2 separate regions of the Mus musculus genome follow, and region 1 is linked to region 2. Evidence: chromatin contacts called from public promoter capture Hi-C data. All regions are on one chromosome and are shown on one strand. Each heading gives the region's core, a stretch centred on a gene start, on an enhancer-like site or on the middle of the called end of the contact. The rest is flanking DNA. Distances are from core to core; before and after follow the strand shown. Region 1 holds the start of Ints1 (integrator complex subunit 1). Region 2 holds the start of Map11 (microtubule associated protein 11).

Region 1 (5,732 bases), core at 911-3,410, 1.5 Mb before region 2:
GCAAGCCTGGTCTACATAGTGAGTTCCAGGACAGCCAGGGCTACCTAGGGAAACCTGTCTCAAAAACAAACAAACAAACAAAAGAAATGCCTTCATTCCCGGTGGATGATGGTTACAGGTCACAGGGAAGGGGTGGGTTTGGTAAACTTGCAGAAGTGGAGACCAGAAGGGAGCTGGTTATATAAGTGCTTAGAGGATAGCAGTGGGCCTGATGGAGGAGGTTAGCTCCCCTTTCAATGGAATGGATGAAGTCCAGGCCCTCAGAGAGATGCTGGGCCAGGTAATCTGGCTTCCTAGCTTCCTTGCTCTTCCTCAGGTGTCCCCATGTCACATGTCCCTGAATGGATCTGCTCTTTATGTGCCAGAGCTTTCTAGGTGTTCCTGCCCTGCTAACGAGGACACCTGACAGGGCCTATCTTGGCATGCCATATGGCATGACCTGTGGTGAGGAGTTCCAGCAGGGATGCAGGGTGTGTGCGGCTGAGGACCGGGAGGCTTTGCAGGCACTGATGCTGGTACCACAGAGAGGGAGAGAGGGAGGCTTGCTGCAAGTGAGGTGGGCTAAGCTGAACTGGGAATGCTGCATCCATACAGGGAGCCACAGAGCCCCGGGGACACTGTCCACCACCAGGCACAGCAGTATGAGGCTCAGGCTGGCAGATGGGGACAGCTGCTTCCTGCCACTGGGGCAGTTAGACCACAGCAGCTGCAGGTCTGCTCAGTGTGGTTTGCCAGCATCCTACATAGGTTCTGGGGGACGCTGCCCAACCTTCCCCAAAGGGTCCTCAGCAGGGCTCAGGCTGAGCTGGGTTCCACTGTCACTGGGTTAGGATCTACTGGAGTAAACAGACTCCCCGCCATTTTGTTTGATTTTGCTTTTGTTTTGGGTCAGAGTCTGTCTATGTGGCTCCAGCTGTCCTGGAACTCACGGAGATTCACCTGCCTCTGCCTCCTGAGTGCTGGGATTAAAGGTGTGTGTGACCACACTGTGACAACTCATCCCTTTTTAAAATCTAAATTTTATCTATTGTTATTGTGGGTATGAGTGTGCATGATGTGAATGTACAGCCATGCACACCACAGCACACGTGTAAGTCAGAGGACAAATTTGTAGAGTTGGCTCAGCAAGCTCTTTCACCTACTGACCCATCCTGCTTACCCTGACATACTGTTATTGTAGCCCTGGCATCACAGTAAGAAAGACCCTGAACTGCAGGCACTGACAGGTATGGGAGGTGCGCTCCTGGGGCTGAAAACCAGCTCTCTGCCTGAAGCTCCCTTTGTGCCACAATGTTCAAACACATCCTTTATTCAGCCCACAAATGTTTACTATATAGCTCTGGGCTTGCTGGCACCAAGGAGGCTGGCCATCATGGGGACAATCCATTAAGGGCGCTTGAGGGTCTTGGGCTCCCAATCCTAATTCTATGACCTTGGAATGTCTATCTGTCTGTCTATATGTGTATAGATACACTCAGACATTCACACACATACATAAACACACATACATATATATGTATACACACATACATGTACACACACACAAACATGGTCTCGGGACCATGTCTGGAATTTTGTCTTTGTCCCAGCAGCTGGACAATCTATCTGGGACTTCCTTAGAGGAGACCTGCAGTACCTATCCTGATAGCTCCATGTAGAGGTCTCCATGGAGAGGGAGGTACCCAAATCAGGTGAATCCAGAGGCCATTGACAGAGGTACCCAAATCAGGTGAATCCAGAGGCCATTGACAGAGGCCTTCAACATTTTAGAGCATGTATCAATATGAAAGTAGGATTTTGACTTTTTTGTTGTTGTTGTTTTTTGAGAAAGGGTTTCTCTGTATAGCCCTGGCTGTCCTCGAACTCAGAAATCCGCCTGCCTCTGCTTCCCAAATGCTGGGATTAAAGGCGTGCGCCACCACCGACCGGCTGGATTTTGACTTCTTGAGCTAGGATCAGATTTAGCTCCAAAACCGTAAGAGGGAACAGTTTATGCCCAACAAGCCCAGCTTTCAGACAGGCATAGGTCCATCCAGCCTCCGGCCGCCAGAGGGCGGTGCAAACACTAGTAGGCTCTGCCTGCCTCTCTCCTCTCTTCCTCGCCTTCGGGTTTGTTTTACTTCCGGTTATGTGAGAAATCAGCGCTCGGAAGGCTCGCAGATCAGTTTGCACTTCCGGAGCGCCCGTGTCTCGGGTCTGCAGAGTGCTGCACCGGAGGTGAGGGGCCTTTGCACCCAGGTGAAGTCCGCTCCCTGCGGTGACATCCGTCTCCGCAGTCGGCCGCGTGTGTGCCGCACTTGGCCCCTTTCTGTGACCCCGGTAGGCGGCCCTGGGCACTCGGTCCAGTGGCCCCGGTGCGAGGGATGAATGACTGAGCGAGCGAGTGACTCCCGCCGCCTCCTCCCAGGTGAAGGCGCTTCCTCTAGGGGCGCCCGGGCCGCGGGGAGGATGAATCGAGCCAAGCCCACCACCGTACGGAGACCCAGCGCGGCCGCCAAGCCCTCAGGTGCGTCCCTGCGCGCGGCGACCTCGAGACGGTCAATGAATGGGTTCCATGAAGGCCGGCATGGCCACTGAAGGGGTTCCTACGGGACATAGTTAACTTGGGACTGTTGGGAGAGCGTGGGCATCCAACACAGCAGGACAACGGTCATCCAACCCAGGCTTCCTGCATACATTGCTGTCCTGAGGGGCTCCTAAAGGACAAGGGCATCCTTGTCCTGCTGAGCATCTGGCAAGGACAGGGTACCTGGACCAGAATCACAGTCTCTGAAGCCGGATAATCTAGACTGGGGTCCTAAAGTTTCTTCTTGCTAACTGTGTGACACTGGCACATTACTTAACTTCTGTCTATTTTGTTTTGTCTTGTTTTGTTTTGGTTTTTTCGAGACAGGGTTTCTCTGTGTAGCCCTGGCTGACCTGGAACTCACTCTGTAGACCAGGCTGGCCTTGAACTCAGAAATCCTCCTGCCTCTGCCTCCCAAGTGCTGGGATTAAAGGCATGTGCCACCAGTCCCCTGCCTAACTTCTGTGTCTTTATTTGTAAAACGAGGGTCATAACTTTTGAAGAAGCCCGGTGAGAATTAAGTAGACAGTGCTTATGAGTTACAGATGGCTTAGTTTCTAGTCAGCACTGGATCAGCGTCAGCCATCGCTTGCTCTGCCAGGGTGGTTGGACAACCTCAGGCTTTACTTTTGTCTCTTGGGGGCCCACTCTGAGATTGGGTATCACAGGTGTGGGTTTTCTGTTCCTCTGCAGGGCACCCTCCCCCTGGGGACTTTATTGCTCTGGGGTCCAAGGGTCAGGCCAGTGAATCAAAGACAACGTCCACCCTGCTGAAGCCAGCCCCTTCTGGGCTACCCTCAGAGCGCAAGAGAGATGCTTCAGCTTCTCTGTCTGGGACCTCTGCGCTGACCGGCCTCACTAAGCGCCCCAAACTGTCCTCCACTCCCCCACTGAGCGCCCTGGGACGTCTGGCTGAAGCCGCAGTTGCAGAGAAGCGAGCCATTTCTCCATCGATTAAGGAGCCATCTGTGGTGCCCATTGAAGGTAAGATCAGACTGCCAACTTCCCCAGAGAGATTCCTTCATCCTGTCCATCTGCCCAGTGCCCGTGGGAGCCACTTCCAGCCTGGTTCTGTTAGCGTAGTGGGGTCTTGGCTTCCTGTGGGCTCGCTGCCTGGCATTGTGAACAGATGCACCTCCCATTCCCACAGTGCTCCTGGTTCCTCGTTCCATCATTTATCTGGCCTGTGTACAGCCTGCCCCTGGTTGTGACAGCACTGTTCTGAACCGTGCTGGGACAGGTGCGCAGGCTGTGGTGGCATCTAAGTGGTTCTAGCCCGGTCCTCCAGTGGAAGGGGATTCTTTGCTCACTGTCTTTGCCTCCAGGACAGGGAGCATTTTGGTGCCATTTTCCAGGTAGAAAATAGGTCCCCCAAGTACCAAAGAGACCTCAGAGGAGAGACGAGTGTCCCTGAAGTTGTGCAGGGGTCTGACCTTCTCCTCCTTCTTGTCATTTATCCCATGACTTCTTTGACAGTGCCAGGATTGAGCCTAGGTCCAGATGCACACAAGGCAAGTGTTGTAACCACTGAACTCTACAGCCCAGAGCCCCTCAGTGACTCATAGCAGCTCCATGATGCCTTAGCATAGACCTGTCACCCGCTAGCTATGTGCCAGCCTCTGAGCACCTAACATTCCAGTAGCAGACGCCACTGTCTGCGTGTCTGCTCCGAGCCTTTCTAAGGGACTCCTTCCTGAGAGCCAAAAAGGACAAGCATCCTGTCCTCTAGCCTTTAATGAAGCTGTATCTCATGAAGCTACGTTGTCCCTTGGTACTGAGATGTCATTTGAAAGGCTCAGAGGGTGCCTGTTACCTCAGCTGCTTAGGAGACTGAGGCAGGCAGATGAAAAGTTCAAGGTGAGCCTTGGCCACTTCTTAACTTGACCCTGTATGACAGTAAAAAAGTAAATTGAGGGATATGGATATAATTCAGTGGTAGAGCCCCTGCCTAGAATCCCCCAGTGAGGGGCTGGGGTGTGGCTCAGTGGTAGAGCCCCTGCCTAGACTCCCCCAGTGAGGGGCTGGGGGCGTGGCTCAGTGGTAGAGCTCCTGCCTAGAATCCCTCAGTGAGGGGCTGGGGGCGTGGCTCAGTGGTAGAGCCCCTCCCTAGACTCCCCCAGTGAGGGGCTGGGGGCGTGGCTCAGTGGTAGAGCTCCTGCCTAGACTTCCCCAGTGAGGGGCTGGGGGTGTGGCTCAGTGGTAGAGCCCCTGCCTAGAATCCCCCAGTGAGGGGCTGGGGGCGTGGCTCAGTGGTTGACCGGCTGTCTAGATTCCCTCCTTGAGCACTTGCCAGCATTTCTGAAGCCATTTGTTGAGGAAAACGACACAGACTCTGGTGTATGGTTTCTGGGAGCTCAGAGCCTCCGTGTGCTGGTGAGGCCCATCTGTGTTGCCTCTAGTTGTCTGCTCTGAGCGTGGCCTCTGCTCTCATCCCTCTCTAACCCAGCCTCCCCCCACCCCACCCCCTGTGTGGTCAGTTCTGCCCACAGTGCTGCTGGACGAGATTGAAGCCGCTGAGCTGGAGGGCAATGACGACAGGATCGAGGGAGTGCTGTGCGGGGCAGTGAAGCAGCTGAAGGTGACGCGGGCCAAGCCTGACAGCACGCTCTACCTGAGCCTCATGTACCTGGCCAAGATCAAGCCCAACATCTTTGCCACAGAGGGTGTCATCGAGGTGAAACTGACCACCTCCCCTGTTCACTCCGCCCTCCCTAGACCTGCCGCTGTCTCTGTGGCATGGGCCGTATCGTGACAACTGTAACTTTCCTTTCCTTTCAGGCCCTGTGCAGCCTCTTGCGGAGGGACGCCTCTGTCAACTTCAAGGCCAAAGGGAACAGCCTCGTGTCTGTACTGGCCTGCAACCTTCTCATGGCCGCGTACGAGGAGGACGAGAACTGGCCTGAGATCTTCGTGAAGGTGAGTCCTCTCCAGGGTCTCAGAGCAGAGCGCAGAGGGAAGGTGGGTGCTGGAGAGGGACGCGAATGGAGGCTCCCAGTGAGCTGTCCTTCCTTTAAGGGCTTTGATGAAGGCCTCTTGCATGCCCACTCTGGGGACCCATCCAGCCTCAGGCAGGGTCCAAACCTGATTCACCGTAGGTATACATTGAAGACTCGCTGGGCGAGCGGATCTGGGTAGACAGCCCTCACTGCCGCACCTTCGTGGACAA
Region 2 (5,593 bases), core at 735-3,234:
ACCCCAAATCTCTCCAGCTACATATTGTACCTTCCGGTGCTAGCCCTGGAACTCTCTTCCGTCCTGTTACCACAGCTGCTGATAGTTACAAGCAGCCAGCCAGCCTTGTCTCCTCAGATTTTAGGCCCTCATCCTTTATCCAATGGGGTCTGGCCTGGTTGGACTCAGTCTTTGACCTGGTCATGGTGGCCGAGTACTTTGATGAGTCACTGGTCCTGTTGGCAGATGCCCTGTGCTGGAGTCTGGACGATGTGGTGGGCTTCATGCACAATGCCCAGGCTGGAAAAAAGCAGAGTCTTATCAGAACTGCCAATAAGACTGTGGTGACTGGTGAAGATCAGCAGCTAACCAAACAGGCCCGAGCTTGGAATAACTTGGATTGGGCTCTTTATATTCACTTCAACCGTAGTCTGTGGGCGCGGATAGAACAGTATGGCAGGAGTCGACTGCAACGTGCTGTGGCTGAGCTCCGGGCTCGAAGAGAAGCTCTGGCTAAACGTTGCTTGGTGGGAGGTGAGGCTTTAGACCCCAAATACATCGCTGATGCAAAGCTCCGTCCTTTACAGTTTGGTTCAGCTAAGGTATTGGGCTATGTACTTCAGAGTGGACTAAACCAGAAAGACAAAGAGGAATGTGAACGCTTGGCTACTCCAGAGCTACAGTATAAGGATAAACTTGATGCTAAGCAGTTTCCTCCTACAGTCTCCTCGCCTCTCAAGACCTCAAGGCTACTGTCCCCATAGGTATCAGACTACAAATTAGGACATATGCGACGGGTGGAGGACCTCTAGGTGCGTATGTATTTCCCTTGGAAGGAACAGGAAGTTTGCTCTAAGATGAGACTGTTGTTGTCTGGACTTCCTCTAGAAATCCCAGCAGAATCTGTTGCCTCCCCCAACCCCTAACTTTGCCACTTCAAGCCTCAAGACAGATTCATGTAGCAGTTCCTCAAAACCCCCTGGAGGGGCAAAAGATGACAGCGACACAGAGAAAGTTTGGGGCATGATATATGTCCATTTCTCTACGAAATATTTGTTATGGAGCTGTGCTAATTTCACTATCAAAATATTTGTTGGATGAATAAATGCTACGAAACGTTTACTTATTTTTTAAAAGGTTATTAGACTTATTTTATTTTATGTGTATGAGTGTTTTGCCTACATGTGTAAATGTACCTGGTGTCCACAGATCTCCTGGAACTGGAGTTACCAAATATTGTGAGCCACCATGTGGGTGTTGAGACCCAACCCCTGGTCCCCTGCAAGAACAGCAAGGGCTCTTAACCAAAGAGCCATCTCCCCTGCCCCCAGTTCTTTGTTCTATGTAGGGCTCTAAAAGGAGAAGTGATGGAGAATCTTTTATTGGACAGAAATTAGGCTAAGTAATGGGGTCTTTCTTTTCTTTCAGTATTCCCTCAATGCTGGGGATACAGCTGTTGGTAAAACGACTGGCTAGCATGAGGTTGAGGCTCAGGCATTCCAGTAACACACATACACACACACATCACCAATAATAACAACAACAACAACAAAATATCAGAAAAAAAAAAGGCAGCGGTGTGGCTCAGTTTGCAGAATGCTTACCTAGCATTCATGAAGCCCTGGGCTCAACGCCCAGCCCTGCATAAGTCAGACCTGATGGCACATACCTGTAATGCCAGCGCTCCGGAGAATGGAGGCAAAAGGAGCAAAAATTTGAATTCATCCTCAGCTTTAGAGGAAGTTTAAGGCCAGCTCGGGCTACAAGAAATGCTGTCATAAAAGGGAAGAAGCGTGGGAGAGAGGGAACAGAAAGAGAAAGTCAGGGAAGAAAGCAAGAGAGAGAGGGAAGAAGAGAAAGAAAGGAAAGGAGGGAGGCGGAGACAAATAAAAATAAATTCTACCCAAAGAAGCCAGTCTAGCATCCTTAAAGGTTCCTCAGCAGCCCGCACTCACCCCTCGACTCAGCCAAGAAGCCTCGGAGGCCACGCCCCCTTCCTTCCGCTTCCGCTTTCTCTCCAGTCATTCAGCGCCCGCACTCCTGGTCTGGCGCTGCTGGGTCTAGGTTCCGGGTTCGTTTCTCTGGTTTCCGGGCCAGGCTGGTGTGTCCCGCTGCCTGCCGGGCGGAGCCGCGGTCCTCCGGTGTCTGGACTCGCAGGCCGAGCTCCCCCGGTCCCGTGGCTCCCTGCCGGCCCGGTCTCGGGTCGCATCGTCCTCCCCACCCAATGGAGTCCCAATGCGACTACTCGATGTACTTTCCGGCTGTGCCGCTACCGCCACGCGCCGAGCTGGCCGGGGACCCGGGCCGGTACCGGGCGCTGCCCCGGCGCAACCATCTGTACCTGGGGGAGACAGTCCGCTTTCTGCTGGTGCTGCGCTGCCGAGGCAGCGTGGGGGCTGGCGTTGGGGGCGGCGCGGGCTTGGCATCCCGAGGGGCCTGGACCGAGCTGGCGACCTCCCTGGCCGCCCTGGCCTCGGTCAGCGCAGGAGGAGCGCTGCCAGGGTGCGGCAGCGCCGGCGACCAGGATGCTGACCCCCCGGGGGGAGGGGACCCGGGGGGCGGGGGTTTGTTTCGAGGTTGCAGCCCCCTTCTCACCCACGGCCAGGGCCCTGCTACCTCAGGGGGCGCGACCACGGTGAGGATCTCTGGGTGACAAGGGCTGAGGGGAGGTTTGCTGGAAGCTAGAAAGATAGTTTGGAGCATGGATTCCTTAGGGACCTGATGTAGGAGGCAGATGACAGCATTGTCCTGTCCTGCAGAGGAACCTAAGACGGGAGGCATATGATTTCAAGAAGGGGTGGGCATAAAGACTTGCTCTGTCTTGCAGAAACGTTAAAGGAGCCTGAATCTTTGCCGCCATCCTGACATTTTCACCCCTTTCATATAACCCCTAGCTGCCTGTGGAAGAACCGATTGTGTCCACAGATGAAGTCATCTTCCCACTCACCGTTTCACTGGATAGACTGCCCCCAGGGACACCCAAGGCCAAGGTAGGATAACAGAGCTGAGGCTGTTGCCCTATAATTCAGATGACATTTTAAGACCCCTCGTGATCATGGTCCGATGGCTCCTGTACCTAGATTGTAGTGACCGTGTGGAAGCGGGAGGTCGAGGCACCAGAAGTCAGAGATCAAGGCTACCTGCGCTTGCTACAGACTCGATCTCCTGGGGAGACTTTCCGTGGAGAACAGAGCGCCTTCAAGGCCCAAGGTGGGGGAGAGGGGGAAAGCTGGAGCTCGGAGAGGAGTAGATTAGAGGGTGCCACACTGTGATGTGGAGGTCTTGATTTCCTGCCACATCCTTTCTCTGCAGTGAGCACCCTATTGACGCTGCTGCCCCCTCCAGTTCTGAAATGCCGGCAGTTCACTGTGGCTGGAAAGCACTTGACCGTGCTCAAGGGTGAGCAGATCTGCTGGCGCAAGGCTTGACTAGCAGCAAGGGAATGGGTCCAGTATGTTAGGTAAAGGTGGAGTTGGGGTAGGAGGGTTCTCACTACTCTGAGCTGGGCTTGTTCCCGCACAGTGCTGAATAGCTCTTCCCAGGAAGAGATCTCCATCTGGGATATCCGAATCCTCCCCAACTTCAATGCCAGTTATCTACCTGTCATGCCTGATGGCTCTGTGCTGCTGGTGGACAATGTCTGGTGAGGTTCTGGGGCAGGAGGCAGAGCTGTGGCGTGGTTGGGGACAGAGATGGGAAGTGGCAAGCTCATGTCCTGCCTTTCTTTCTTCTGAACTAGTCACCAGTCTGGGGAAGTCTCCATGGGATCCTTCTGTCGGCTTCCTGGAACATCTGGCTACTTCCCCTGTCCACTTAGTGCCCTGGAGGAACACAACTTCCTGTTCCAGCTGAGAGGGGGTGAGCAGCCCCCTCCTGGGGCCAAGGAGGTGAGCTGGTGTGATCACAGAAGTGACGACCACTGTGGGAACTGTTGGGTTGGTAGAGTGCTTGCTTAGCAAGCATAGAGTCCAGGGTTCTACCCTCAGCATTGCATAAATCTGGCATAGTGGCATTGCGCCTGGGATCCTAGCACTTGGGAGGTAGCAGGAGGCTCAGGTCATCCCCAGCTATATGAGCAGTTGGAGAGAAGTCCTAGGCTCAAAGAAAACACAATGGAAGGGAAAGGCCACGAGCCTCTGAACATCCCAAGTCTCCCTTTGTCCCATCTGCAGGGCCTTGAAGTCCCCTTGATTGCCGTGGTTCAGTGGTCCACGCCGAAGCTGCCCTTCACCCAGAGCATTTACACCCACTACCGGTGAGTGCGTGGGAGACCCACCAGGCGCTCTCCCGCTCACCTCTGCCTAACACGTACATCCAGCCTCCTCTCTCACTGCTCCTAGCCTGCCCAGTGTCCGCCTAGACCGCCCCTGCTTTGTGATGACTGCTTCTTGTGAGTCCCCTGTTCGGACCTACGAGCGTTTCACTGTCACCTACACGCTGCTCAACAACCTCCAAGACTTCCTTGCTGTGAGGCTTGTGTGGACCCCGGAACATGCACAGGCTGGTGGGTCACCTGCCAGGCTGAGACCTTATCCCCTGGGAGGGACAGGGAAAGGAAAGGGCAGGACAGTGAGAACAGCTTCCAAGTAGTGCCAGCCCTACCTTAATAGGTGACCTGCAGTACCTGGCTGGCTCTCCTGGGTACCTGGCTAGTCATCCAGGATCACAGACAGAGACTCGAGGTAGGCAGTGGACACACACACACGTGTACACACACACACACACACACACACCACACACACACACACACACACACACACGCTTACTAGCTCTGTGATCTTGAGAAAGTTCCTTCATCTCTCTGAGCTTCTGTCCTCTCTAAAACTACGAAGTAACATCTCATGGCTTGTTATGCATATTAACAGTTAACAGACACCATCTGGGTTAGCACAGACCACAGCACCCAGCATTAACCGTTGTTATCTGTAACCCTCGGCAAAAGATAACATTTACTCAGTTTACTCCGGGCAAAGCACTTTGCCAATTAAACACTCCATGTGCTGATAAAGACTTGTGGGAGCTGAAGCAAGCTTTCCAGTGTTGATGAGCATGTGTTTCTGTCCCCAGGAAAGCAGCTGTGTGAGGAGGAGCGCCGGGCCATGCAGGCAGCCCTAGACTCCATCGTCTGTCACACACCCCTCAATAATCTTGGCTTCTCCCGGAAGGGCAGCGCGCTTACCTTCAGTGTGGCCTTCCAGGCCCTGAGGACGGGGCTCTTTGAGGTGGGCCCAGTGTTGGGTAGAATAGTCGAGGCTTCTTGCTTCTAGAGGGGTTAGCTAACGTCTTAGGTAGCACTAGAAGGCTGGGCACAGGGAAGGGTGGGTCTGAGGTCCGCATCTTCCTATCCAGCTGAGCCAGCACATGAAACTGAAGCTGCAGTTCACTGCCAGCGTGTCCCACCCTCCGCCTGAAGCCCGGCCCCTGTCCCGAAAGAGCAGCCCCAGCAGTCCTGCTGTCCGAGACCTGGTGGAGAGACACCAGGCCAGCCTGGGCCGTTCTCAATCTTTCTCCCACCAGCAGCCTTCCCGTAGCCACCTCATGAGGTAAGGGACTAGGATTGCTATCAGTCTGACCAAGAGTTGGGAGTTGGGGTCAGGAGCAGGCCACTTAGTGG

Evidence for each region. Promoter capture Hi-C pulls out the DNA fragments that hold promoters and counts their contacts.
Region 1: a promoter capture Hi-C map of liver shows a contact between it and region 2, with 3 times the contacts expected there. The contact joins the promoter of Ints1 here to the promoter of Map11 in region 2. A contact is called at or near these places in 1 of 39 promoter capture datasets (liver) and 1 of 484 Hi-C or Micro-C datasets (the G1E-ER4 cell line).

The regions. Positions count from the first base shown.
Region 1 is chr5:139,772,106-139,777,837 of GRCm38.p6, reverse strand. It overlaps Ints1 (integrator complex subunit 1), which reads left to right and starts at 2,160. Exons shown (of 47, transcript NM_026748.2): 1 at 2,160-2,506; 2 at 3,260-3,550; 3 at 5,044-5,240; 4 at 5,345-5,482; 5 at 5,662-5,732. The coding sequence starts at 2,368.
Region 2 is chr5:138,260,443-138,266,035 of GRCm38.p6, reverse strand. It overlaps Map11 (microtubule associated protein 11), which reads left to right and starts at 1,984. Exons shown (of 11, transcript NM_153161.3): 1 at 1,984-2,614; 2 at 2,874-2,969; 3 at 3,060-3,189; 4 at 3,292-3,378; 5 at 3,502-3,622; 6 at 3,719-3,866; 7 at 4,152-4,234; 8 at 4,320-4,483; 9 at 5,047-5,201; 10 at 5,329-5,522. The coding sequence starts at 2,204. It overlaps Gal3st4 (galactose-3-O-sulfotransferase 4), which reads left to right. Exons shown (of 4, transcript NM_001347507.1): 4 at 1-1,115. The coding sequence ends at 743. It overlaps 6330418K02Rik (RIKEN cDNA 6330418K02 gene), which reads right to left and starts at 1,991. Exons shown (of 3, transcript NR_045821.1): 1 at 1,935-1,991; 2 at 31-279.